Regions from separate parts of the Anas platyrhynchos genome. Here region 2 is linked to region 1. The links are chromatin contacts, called in public Hi-C maps. All regions are on one chromosome and are shown on one strand. Each heading gives the region's core, a stretch centred on a gene start, on an enhancer-like site or on the middle of the called end of the contact. The rest is flanking DNA. Distances are from core to core; before and after follow the strand shown.

What was found. A called contact is a pair of places that touch in the nucleus more often than the background predicts.
Region 2: a contact with region 1 is called in a Hi-C map of subcutaneous adipose tissue, with 1.7 times the contacts expected there. The contact joins the promoter of GALNT2 here to the enhancer-like site in region 1. A contact is called at or near these places in 4 of 8 Hi-C or Micro-C datasets (F1 follicle, liver, skeletal muscle and 1 more).

What each region holds. Positions count from the first base shown.
Region 1 is chr3:44,716,619-44,722,461 of IASCAAS_PekinDuck_T2T, forward strand. All of the region lies in intron 1 of LOC119716534 (a long non-coding RNA gene), which reads left to right. Among named protein-coding and RNA genes, the nearest start is that of URB2, 29 kb to the left of the region's middle. Within about 2 kb of position 2,228, at least 2 of the 8 cell types and tissues checked have an H3K27ac peak or open chromatin away from gene starts, as enhancers often do.
Region 2 is chr3:44,790,510-44,796,352 of IASCAAS_PekinDuck_T2T, forward strand. It overlaps GALNT2 (polypeptide N-acetylgalactosaminyltransferase 2), which reads left to right and starts at 2,890. Exons shown (of 16, transcript XM_027454180.3): 1 at 2,890-3,119. The coding sequence starts at 3,009. It overlaps LOC110352849 (a long non-coding RNA gene), which reads left to right. Exons shown (of 6, transcript XR_011808289.1): 6 at 1-682.

The DNA of each region.
Region 1 (5,843 bases), core at 978-3,477:
AAAAATGCTGACTTAAAATCGTGTCAGGGCAGGAATGGAAGGATCCTTTTTAACCACCTGCCTGGTTGTAACAGGAGCTCATCTCCTCCCTTCTGCACTTCTGGCTGTGGAGAGTTTGCCACTGCCTGCCTGCCATCTGCAGGAGTGGGGGAAACAAACAAATAGGCTGAGAAGTGACTTCAGTCACTTGGAGGCACTCACAACACCAGCAGGCAAACAAGATCTCAGCTGATGTCCCACATGCTGAAGTGCTGAAAAGTCAGGCTTCAGTCCTGGCTACCTGATAGCCTTGGCTGTGGGTGCAACCTTTGCTTTAGCCCTTATAGCCCTAGCACCACAGGTGCTGCCACTACAGCTACCTTGATTAAAGCTGGCCAAAGCATAGCCAGAAGTGCTGCAGCCGTATTTCTGACGGCAGAGCATACTTTGGCTTTAAAACCTGGCCATGGGCACAAGAACAGATTCTCTTTCTTGCAGCAGCATGGGAGTGTTCTGACTGTGCAGCAGAGTGAGGGGAAGAAAAAGAGTGCAATGGAAAAAAAAGGAGTGAAATGAAGTTTGTGGTTGTAGGGCTTGTTGTGCAGCTTCTTCTCTGTAGCTAGAACTGAGCTTTCACCCTGGTTCAGTGAATGAGAAGAAAATGAGACACTGAGGCTTCCCTGCTTAAAGATGCAATGATAACACTTGTTTGGGAACCAGATAGATTGGGAATCCATCCTTTCGAGTCAGTCTTAAAATGAAACTTGTAGGGATTCAAACACAAGTATGTTTCTGGATTTTGTTTTGAAGCCAGTAGGAAATGTTCAAGTCACACACAGACAGCAGAAGTAGAAATTCCCAGTGCAGCCCAGTTCAAAGCATGGCCTGCCCTGCTGTTCCTATTTTTAGTATTTCAAGAATGCTTTTATTTTATTGGTATGAGAGACAGCTGGGATGGGAATTGCAGCATAGAGTGGGACAGGTTGAAACAAAAAGGCAGTTCAGGGGCAGCCCCTTTTTCCTGTTCCTTTAGAGCCGATGCAGAATGCAGGTGAGTAACAGAGGGACTAATTTCTTGCAGCTGACAGATGTTAGCTGGAGCTGTGGTTTCCCGAGCTTTGAAAAGCAGCTCTTGAAGGCTGCATGGCATGCGTTACGGTGTGGGTGGTTCCACTTTCCTTGCCCTGGATTCCCACAGGACACGCTGCTCTTCCCTGTCAAGATGTTTAGCACTGGACACGAGCCCTGCGTGGCTGTGGCCTGTTAGCAACTGCAGCATGAGCTGGGATATGGTGAGTGTGGGCTCCTTGTGTTGTGGCCTTGTACAAGGTAATGTCTGTTGTTGCTCTTTGACCAAAGCTTGAGATGGTTTTGTGCTCAGCTTTTGTGGATACCTTGGCTCATGAGCCTTTATCTTGTCCTGGTTCTACTCTTTGGAGCTGGGCACGGTCATCTCTGGCAGGCCGCTTATCTTCCCTGCGAAGGGCTGTATCGCAGCATCTGCAGTATTTCACCCCTTCGTGCACTTCCTCTGTTTGCATACCAATTACAGAAATAATTTTTGCCTGCTGTACAACATTCCATGGGTTCCAGAAATGCAGGCTATTGTGTTTGTTAAAGAAAAGAAAAGCTGTAGCTTGGTATTTCGTGTGAAATGCTCCTCAGTACGATGTGGCAACTGTGTCAATAGCTCTCAGGTTTCTGAGATGTTAAATTGAGAAATTAATGTGGTGCATCAGGGCACTTGAGGGGAAGGCAGGCTCTATAGCAGATCACTGAGCCGCTTAACTTGCTCTAAATGTCCCACATATTTTCAACTTGTGTTTTCAATGCACATCTTCTGAAATGCCCTCACCTTCTTCGATTCCAGTGACAACAGTTCCCATGGGTCTTCTGCAGCATCATGCAAAGCATAAGCCCTGCCACTTGTCAGTCTGGTGACAGCTTTTCTTGCACATGCCAGCTGCATGAAGCCATGCTACTGTGCTGATCATCTTGCTCCTCCTGTCTTGGGTTGGGTGTTTCTGCATCTAAGCATTGAACAAATGGACTAATCCACATCTTGGAGGCCAAGAGATTTTCAACATCTGCAAGAACCCTGCCCTACCCTAACAGAGGGAGGGTAATGGACCCCAACAGTTTGATGCCATATGGTTTTGGCTGATTTATGGCTTTAATCATTTCCTTTTGGCAAGGGAGTATCCAGCTCTGTGCTTTCCCTACAGGAACTGACTCATGGAAATGGAGTTTTCCCCCAGTGTGCTGGGAGAGTGAATCTCTGTGTGTGAGGAAGCCAATAAGCTAATGTGCAGATTTCTAAATGTGGGGGAAAACCCATATTTGGCCATTTTAAATAAAGCTAATTTTATGCATCAGCCAATTGCAGGTTCATCTATTCTATATCACATATTACTCTGCCTCATTGCTCACAAATTGCATAACTGGTGACCTGAATGTTGGTGCTGTGCAGAGGCACATGCTGGCTGGTGGTGGATAGAGCTGATCAGATATGTGCTGATAATCCTGATGTAACCATGCAAGTGGTGGCCTAGCTGACAGGTCTGTGCAGGTCATGTGCCCTGTGTTGATAAAACATCATGGCCTTCAGCACTATCATCATCTAGGCTCCAACCTGCAATTTGTGGGTCTGAAAACACAAACCACTGTGAGCTGGAGGCTCAGATGGGCAAGCGCATAGTGACCAAATACAAAGTAAAGTGTATTTACTTAAGCCTCAATGAAAATGATTTAAGCAAATACATTTTATCTCACTTCTGCGATAGGCCAGGAGTGTATGCGGCCTGCCAGTGCAGCTCAGCAGCTATGTTTTGTGAGCTATAGCAACTCACCTATCTGAACTGGAGCCTGAGAGGCTCATCCTTGCTATTGCAAGACTGAACTGTTGCAATACTATCTGTGATCCAGCCAAAAGAAGGAGAGGGCGCTGTGGTAGGGTGTACTTCAGGTTGTGTTTGAAGGAGATCCAGCTGATCATGGTAGAGCTCTCTGTGGGTCCTGGGGTCTGTGTATTCTGGGTCCTCACGGGATGGGTGCCTCTGCTTTGTTAGAAGTGTCTTGGTAAACTGGGTACTGTCTCACCTGTACCATCAGAAAGGTTTTTCCTTCTGTGTTGTTTTCCTCTGTCCTAGGATTAAGTGCTCCAAACGATGGAGCATTCTCAGTATCCTCAGCAAGTTGTTTCCCACCTTTGAAGACTAATGCAATGGAAATTTTTCTTTGAGCTTCAGCCTGACTTTCACTGGATCAATTCTATCTTCTTATTCCTGGATACAAGAGGCAGTGGCAGGAGATGCAGGATTTCTTGCATCAGGATTTGGAGGCACAGCATCAGCCTTTCCCCAGCTGTGGAGCAGCTGTAGATGGTCAGGCTTTGAAGCAGCGATGCCTTTCCCTCACGAACAGGAAACCTCCTGCGTTTACCCATGTTGCTTGCTGACCCCCTGGTTGAGATTATTTTTTTTTTTAATTATTTTGAAACATTCCCATTGTACACAATACATACGCAGCTACAGCCCTAAGAGAGTATCTATGCTGTTACACACAACCAGGCTGTGCCCATGGCTAAATCCACAGCCTAGCAGAGCATTAGCTGACAAGCAGGTGATACGCCGAGAACAAATGGGGAGCACAGAGGGTGTTTGTTAGGCTCCTGGGGCTGAAGAAGTGGGGATCTGTGCTTGGGAACAACGACAATTTGCATCTAATTTCTCTGGGCTGCAGTCCTGGCGACAATGGTAGATGTTCATCTGTAGCATGAAACCGCTGTGCGGCTGGGGCTGAATGGCTGCCTTTGTTCAGGGCCGGAGCAGCAGGAGCACTGCAAATCGGGACCAAAGCACCGTGTCACACAGCTTTGCCACGAGCACCAGAGGGGGGAGGGAGAGAAAATACACGCTGGTAAGGCCTACCCCGGCCTACCCTGTGTCTCCTGTGCCCCAGGGGAGGTGCTCCTGACACCGAGAAGCCCTCCTCCTGCCAGAAAGCAAAGGGAAGCCAGCGCCATCCTCAAGCGACTCTCCCGTGGGGCTGCGGTCAGAGCCTGCCCATGCTGGGGTCGCCTCAGCTCTGTGCTGAGAAGGGAAGGAGAAACTGTCTGGTGCTTCTCCCAGGGGAATTTGGGAGGGAAGGTCAGGCAGGGGTGAGCCGAGCCACGCAGGAGATCCTCCTCTTGCAGCTAGCTGGGATGCCAGGGAGAGGCTGAGCAGCACTAGGTGTTAGGTGGCTGGGGCAGGGTCTCCTCCCTAGGTGAGGCCACAGTAGGGTGGTGAGGAGGAGTGTGAAGTGTAGATGCAGGGCCCTGTGCCTCCATCAGACACCTAATTCCAACCAGGTGAAATTACAGATGGCTGGCATTTCCCTCCTGACTTTGCTGAGGCATGCTCAGCACTGGGCCCAGCGTTCACTTCAACACCCTTTGCAGGGGGTCCAGAAAGTCCCTCTCCAGGCAGCTCAAGGTTCACATTGGGCTGTGAAAACCGTGTCCCCTAAGGCTTTAGAGACTGGAGGCAACAGCCACAGAACAAGTTACTGTAGACAGCAGCAACGTAACCTTCCCCACGGTCCCAGGCTGATGTACCATGTCTCATAGCTGGTCAGCCCCTGGTTGTCCTCCTGCCCCTTCTCCTGGCTAATTGCAGTAGCTGCATTCCTGATACATGCACCAAAAGAGCAGGCAGCAGATAATCAATGGGGTCTTCTCCTGGTCTCTTACCAGGCATGATTTGTAGGCTGCTGTTAACTGCAGCAGGAGGGAGGGAAGTGTGGGGAGCGGGAGCCTATTCTCTCTCCCCATGGAGAAATAATGCTTGGCTTGGGGATTAACTGTGCCAAGCACTGTCGCAGAGACCTGGGTTTCTCCCGCCTCACCCACCCCATTGTACTGTGATCACCATGCCAGCTAAATTAGAAGTACTGTTAATTGCACCGTGTGCTCCTAAGCTCCTTTCCATGGCTTTCTGGAGGCTGATTAAGAGAGAGAAAGTGAAGTGGGGATTATTGGGATCCTGGAGAGTTAGTGGGGGGGGGGGGGAAAAAGGAAATTCCTTGGAGGGGAAAAGGAGGGATTTGAACAGCTGATGGCAAGCCTCTGCAAACAAACCGGGAGAGTTAGGCAGCAGATGGACTAACACTCGCTGGGCTTGTGCCAATGCATCAGATTGATTTTAAAGATGAAGCACCCACTGCCTGGGAAAGAAAGCCAGTAGCCCTGTGAGTAGGAGCGCTTCCTGGCAGCTGTTCAAACACTAGCTGCCTTACAGTTCACTTTCAGTGTACCAGGAGTCAGTGAGAAGTGCTGGGGGCTTGGGATATGAAATACGACCAGTGGGGACTACAGACCCATAAAGGGATTATTTTTGCATGGAAGATTGCATGGAAAATAATGTCCATTTGCTCAGGAAAACCAGAAACTCACAGTGCACAATTAAAGTACCAGAACAGAGCAAATGGCCATCGAGTCAAACTCCTTGTCTTCTGACTGCATTTCAAGGGAAGGTGCAGAGTTCTCTGGAGTTCAGTTCCAGAGGGAATTTTCTTGCTGGACCTTGGCTGTAGACCTGCTTACATGCTGAGGTACGACTGCTGTCCCTTATGATGTTAGCTGTGTTACAGACATCTACTGCAATGTCTCTGAGCTGAACTCACAGAGCTACGTACCTCGGTGATGGGTTTGGATACATCCACTGACAAATGCCTCCTTTTCCCGCACCATCCATTTCCTTCTACAGGAACAATATGGACTGAAGTGGTTTATTATTCCCTCCTGCATTTTTCTCAAAATGAAATGAAAACCCCCCTGTTGGTGAAATAAGACTACTGAATAATAAAACACATGAAGGCTGTGT
Region 2 (5,843 bases), core at 1,640-4,139, 75 kb after region 1:
ATGATTGATCTCTCTTTTGTTTAAAGTGCTGTGGTTGATACAGAAACATTTATAATCTGTGATTCATTCTAGCAATGCTGCTCTTAAAATATGCTAATATTTTCTTCTGAAATGCACTGGAAAAAAAAACATTTTAAAAAAATGTCTTTTTTTTTTCTTGACTTCCTTGCTTTAATTGAAATGGTTGGGTTGATTTTTTTTTTTTTCAGTTTTGCTTTGCTGACTAAACATGTTAAGACTTTTGAGGCAAAGAAGTATGTGCATGCGAATGTGGCGTAACAGAACAGGCAGCTTTTCCTAGAGTTAAAGCTATATAACATTTTCCATTCTAAACTTCTGTGCTTCCTGTGGTCTCTGAAATAAAAATACTTCAGGATGAAATCTTCTGGCTTTGGACTTTGTCCAAATGTGAATATTTTGGAAGGATCTGAACGAAACTGGTTCAGCCAGTTCAGAATATCAGAAGAGTCAAAGACAACAACAATTAAAAAGTGTTCTTTCAGCTAAATAGATCCTTACGGCCTTTCTTGAGCATTTCTGCAACTTTATCAGCAGACGGCTGACAAGTGAACTCTGACACGGAAGTAGCCTTCCTTTAAAGTAGATGTGCCTTTGCTTGTTCAAGAGGAAATTAGTTTTGATTTGGCTGAGTTATAGACCTTTGAAAACTGTGATTGAGCATGTGCAGTGGATTATTTCGGTAAGCTTGTGAAGTGTGCAGCTACAGAAGGATTTTCTGTACATGCATGGCTGGTTAATTTTGCTGGAAAGGGAAAAATCTATCTAAGCACATTGCTAAAATCAGTGAAAATACCTGAGGCTTCAGGAAGACCTTTGAAGGCCGTTTCAAGATCTTTTAGGCTGTGTAAAGGGCAAGAAAAGATTCTGTAGGCTTTGCGAGGCATTTAAAGAGTAAGTGGCCTGCAGAATTTGTAAGGTTAAATGGGATTATGGCTCCAGAATGAGCACTTTACACAGCTGGGTGTGTGATGTTTTCTGTGTGGAGCCATGGGAGGAAGGGCACCCTCTCCCCCAGCAGATCTGCCTGATGAAGGAGTCCCCCAGCAGCAGGAAGCCGCTTCTAAAAGCTGATGGCAGAGCTTAACAAGCTGGAGTTTATCAGCTTGTTGACAGTCTTGGGCTGCTGAGCCTGCTCCAAATTACATAGAAAATGTTGCTAATGAAAATTTAGCCTTTGGGGTGGTGTGTGTGTGCCTTTTTAGACAAAGGCTTTTGCTGTTACTGTTGCTCCCTTGCATCAAACATGCTTTGGATGAATCAAAAAATCTCATCCAGAACATCTGCGTGTCTCCTGGCAGCCCTTACTCTCCAGTGTACCTCACTTCAATAGATGCCAGTGGTTTGATTCCAAAACTTGTGTTTTGCACAAATTGGGTGTCTCTCTCCAGCTCCCTCCAGAACCAAGAATCACAAAGATGAGTTTATTGGAAGAGTCATTTGTGCTGAAGAAAGATCTCTCTATTTTTGCACTTCCTGAAGGAGTACTTCTCTCGGATTTCTTTGTTTGCCTTTTTGTCCATCTCTTCTTTCTGTCGGGGCCATGGCAGGTAGGAAGGCATGTGGTTATTCACCGAAATCTTTGCATACCAGACAACATCTGCCCAGACCGTGCCAGCCCTCTCACAGCTCACCTCCCTGGGGGGATTGTCAGCAGAGCAACCATGCTGGTGAGCAGGTGAGCTCCTGATGCCATTTCTTTGGGCTGCTGGATCTTTTTCCTGCTAACACAGCGGAATTGCCACCGGGTCCAGCACCAGGCCCATGCTGACACCACCCTGGCATGGTCTGGAGTCCAGATCTGTAGAGAAGCCATCGGTGCAGATGGACTGGGGGAGGCCTGGCATTGGCATGGACAGATGGGGCACAGAAAGGTGGGGTTTGGTCAAAACGGGCAGCGATCAAACAGCTTGTTGGGAAAACACGGTGAGATGGTGGAGAACAGCTTTAAACTCAGGCGTACCCCCCTGTACTCGGCTCTGGTGAGGCCGCACCTTGAGTACTGTGTTCAGTTTTGGGCCCCTCGCTACAAGAAGGACAGCGAGGTGCTTGAGCGGGTCCAAAGAAGGGTGACGAAGCTGGTGAGGGGTCTGGAGAACAAGTCCTACGAGGAGCGGCTGAGGGAGCTGGGCTTGTTCAGCCTGGAGAAGAGGAGGCTCAGGAGTGACCTTATTGCTCTCTACAGGTTCCTTAAAGGAGGCTGTAGCGAGGTGGGGGTTGGCCTGTTCTCCCATGTGCCTGGTGACAGGACGAGGGAGAATGGGCTAAAGTTGCACCAGGGGAGTTTTAGGTTAGATGTTAGGAAGAACTTCTTTACTGAAAGGGTTGTTAGACATTGGAATGGGCTGCCCAGGGAAGTGGTGGAGTCACCATCCCTGGAAGTCTTCAAAAGACGTTTAGATGTAGAGCTTAGGGATATGGTTTAGTGGGGACTGTTCGTGTTAGGTCAGAGGTGGGACTCGATGATCTTGAGGTCTCTTCCAACCTAGAAATTCTGTGATTCTGTGATGTTCTGCTTTGAGTGGGTACCGCAGATACAGTTGTGATGTTCCTTAACCATTAGGGTTAATGACGTGGTGCTAATCGTGTGGTGCTTTTTAACCATCACCCTCTTCCCTTTTGACTTTTGCGCCCTGCTTTTTGACACGACCACCCAGGCGACCCCACATCAGCAGCGCAGCCCCACCAGGCAACACCCCGGAGACCCCCACACTGAGGGGAGAGGAGGGGAGAGGGGGGCGAGGCGGCGGCGGCTTCCCGGCGTGCTGCAACCATGGCGACGCCGCTCCCCCCGCCCCGCCCCGCCTCTCCCCGCCCCGTGCCGCCCCCCGCGGGGCCGGGCGGCGCGGGATTGGCCGGGGGGCGGGCGCTCGCCCTCTGCCCCCTGACCCTGCGCGGCGGCGGCGGGCGGCGGGAGCGGCGGGCGGCTGCTGCCCGGTTCCTGGTGGCCCGGGGCGGGGAGGAGAAGGAAGAGGAAGAAGAGGAGGAGGATGCGGCGCAGGTCCCGGCTGCTGCTGTGCTTCGCCTTCCTCTGGGTGCTGGGCATCGCCTACTACATGTACTCGGGCGGCAGCGCCGCGCTGGCCGGCGGCGGCAGGAAGGTGAGCGGCAGTCGGTAGCGTGCCCCCTGCCCCTCCTCGCACCCTCCTGCCCTTATTTTTTTTTAATTATTGCCTTTTTTAACGCTTCATGCCCTCGTTACGCCGGTGCGCGGCAGGGCTGGGTCGTGCCGTGTCCCCCACCCCCCCCCCCCATTTTTTCCTCTTTCCTCCTTTTTTTTTTTTATTTATTTTTCCCTCCCCCCTCGTGTTTCGGTCAGTGACGCCCCGGCCGTGCGGGAAGAGCTCTGAGTACACAGCCCCGGGGGCTGGACGCGCACCCGCTGCTTCCTGCCCCTGCCCGCCAGCCTGCTGCTGCCGGGGAGTAATTGGTGTGTGTGTGTGTGTGTGTGTGTGTGTGTGTGTGTGCTGCCCCCCCGGACCAGGCTCGTTCCGCCGTCTGTGGTGTGCTAGGAGCAGCAGCGAAGCCTCTCGCTGCTAAATTGCATCTTCAGAGTCGCCCGGCTGAGCCCCGCCATGGCACAGGGCAGTGGGCAAAGTGCACCCGGGCTGAGGAGCGCCGTGCCCCTGGTAGCCAACGCGGCCTTTCTCCGCTCCGCTGGCGTGTAGCACACCAGGGCTTTGCACAGTTACTTCATATTCCAGGTGAAAGCCCGCTGGGTTTTGGTGAGGACCGGTTCCCGCAGCCAGTCATGGGAGGAAATGTTTGCACCATTATGGACAAAGTCACTCCCGCAAGGGTCTGCAGAAGGAGTCTCTGTTCATTCATAACTGGCTCGCTGCTCTGGTTTTCCCCCTTTCGTTCTCAGCAGCAACTTCTGACACAATTTATTAACGTAAGCGTTAAACATGCTCCATCAGAGTAGACACAGCAGCGGTGGAGATGGATCAAGCGCGTGATGAGAAGTAAGGCAGTAGCCTAAAGCCTTTCTTGAAGAACAACGCGAGTGTGTTTAGAAAGTAAAAGCAATCTTGTGCTGCTGGTGATGCATAATGGGATAAAGGAATGCTATCTAAGGCAAATACATCTGCAGATAGGGGAATATATGTTTAACTCCTAGTGTGTTTCCCTGGGAGCTTCCAGTCAGCTTTGCAAATGAGTTCAATTCGCTTTTTCTGATGGGAAAACTGTGCTGTGGGGATAGTGATTTGCACAAGGTCACCTACAAGACCAGGTGAGAACAAAATAGAGAGGAAACCAGTTATTCTGGCTACAAGTCTGGTACTTTGTCTCCTAGAACCTGCTGCTGCTTCTTGCTGCTATTAGTACAACTTTTCTTACGGATTTAAGAGATCTGTGATCCTGTGATACTTTCCTTGGGATTATTTGCCGTCATTCTGTTTGAAATTTAATAAACCTTCCTGATGTGGGTAACTGGGAAAGTTTAGCAAAGATTAAATTTAAAGAAAATGAGTTACTTCATAAGCCTGAACTGAAGCTCCGTGCTAGGTTTAAAAATGTGGAAGTTTGAAGTAAGGCCACGGTAAGGAAGAAAACAGGTACTGTGACCGTAAGAAACAAGTGGGGAAATTAACAATTACGTGTGGATTGCTGATTTAGGATTCTATTTTCTGTCAGCGAAGCGTAAAATTTAATCCTGGGCCTCAGAGTAGGTTAGCAATTGTAAGTAGAGGAAGATGTGTGTAATGTAATAGCTTTTGAATCTCAATAAAAGGCTTATTAACTTAGTGTCAGACCCTGGTATAAAGCAAAAACACAAACCGCCTTAAACTTACGAACAGAAACCCTGCTGTAGTAAATTTCTTGGTTGGTATGACTTCATGTAGTCCTTATTACTTTCCCACTATTTCAGTATAATGAAAACAGAGTTGCTTACAGAAGAACATCACTTTTTATAAATTGGAGTCTCTGCCGTGTTCAGTCTATAAAATTACAGAAGCCAGAAGGGGATAGTTCTTCATTTATGCGAATAAGTAATTTGCATGTTAATTACAGATCTAGTTATGGAAACAGAATGGTTTTTCCATGAGGGTGATTTTTTTTCGTATACAGACCTAGGGTGTTTTTCAGACGTACTGGACTTGCTCGGTATGACATCCAGTCTTGTGATGAACGCCATCAATTCCCATTACCTTTAGAAGAGGTGAGGGTATTTGCCCTTTTCCAGGATTGCACCTGAATAAGAGAGAAGAGCGGTTTATTTTTTTTTTCCTTTCTCCTATTAGAGGAGCGCCAGAGTTAATGTAAGCTCCTACTTATTTTGGTTCTCTATTTATAACCTTTCGAGCTATTTGGATGCTGCAGCGTGCAGGACAGCCTAGCCTAAGTTTTTGGCCTCTGGCAGCAGTGGTGGAAGCCGCAGCTGTGTGTGTGGTGCTCTGGCTAGGCAGGTCGTGGGGCTGCGGGAGCTGAGCACACGTAACTGGAGCTAAAGCACACAAAGTAGGAGCTGTCTCATTAGTAAATATGTAAATAGTAATGACTAAAAACTAACGTGAAGGAGCAACGCTTCCAGACCTGGGCACAGAACTGCAGTAGAATGAAATCTCTTCTTCCGATTCTGGAATTTAGGGTATGACAGGCTTTCTTCTTCTCTTCTTAAAAGAAGAGAAGGGCAGAGCCTAAGCCTTTCATTCAGAATGTACTTAGAGGTGGCTTTTTGTTTTCTTTTTCCTCTGGTGAATCTCCAATTAAGATGATTGTAACCGTGAAAGCCAGGGATTCAGTTCACTCCTTGTACCAGCCAGATCACTGGGCTGTCGATTGGAAAGAGTGAGTCTGATTCACTTGCTTAGTGGTTAGAG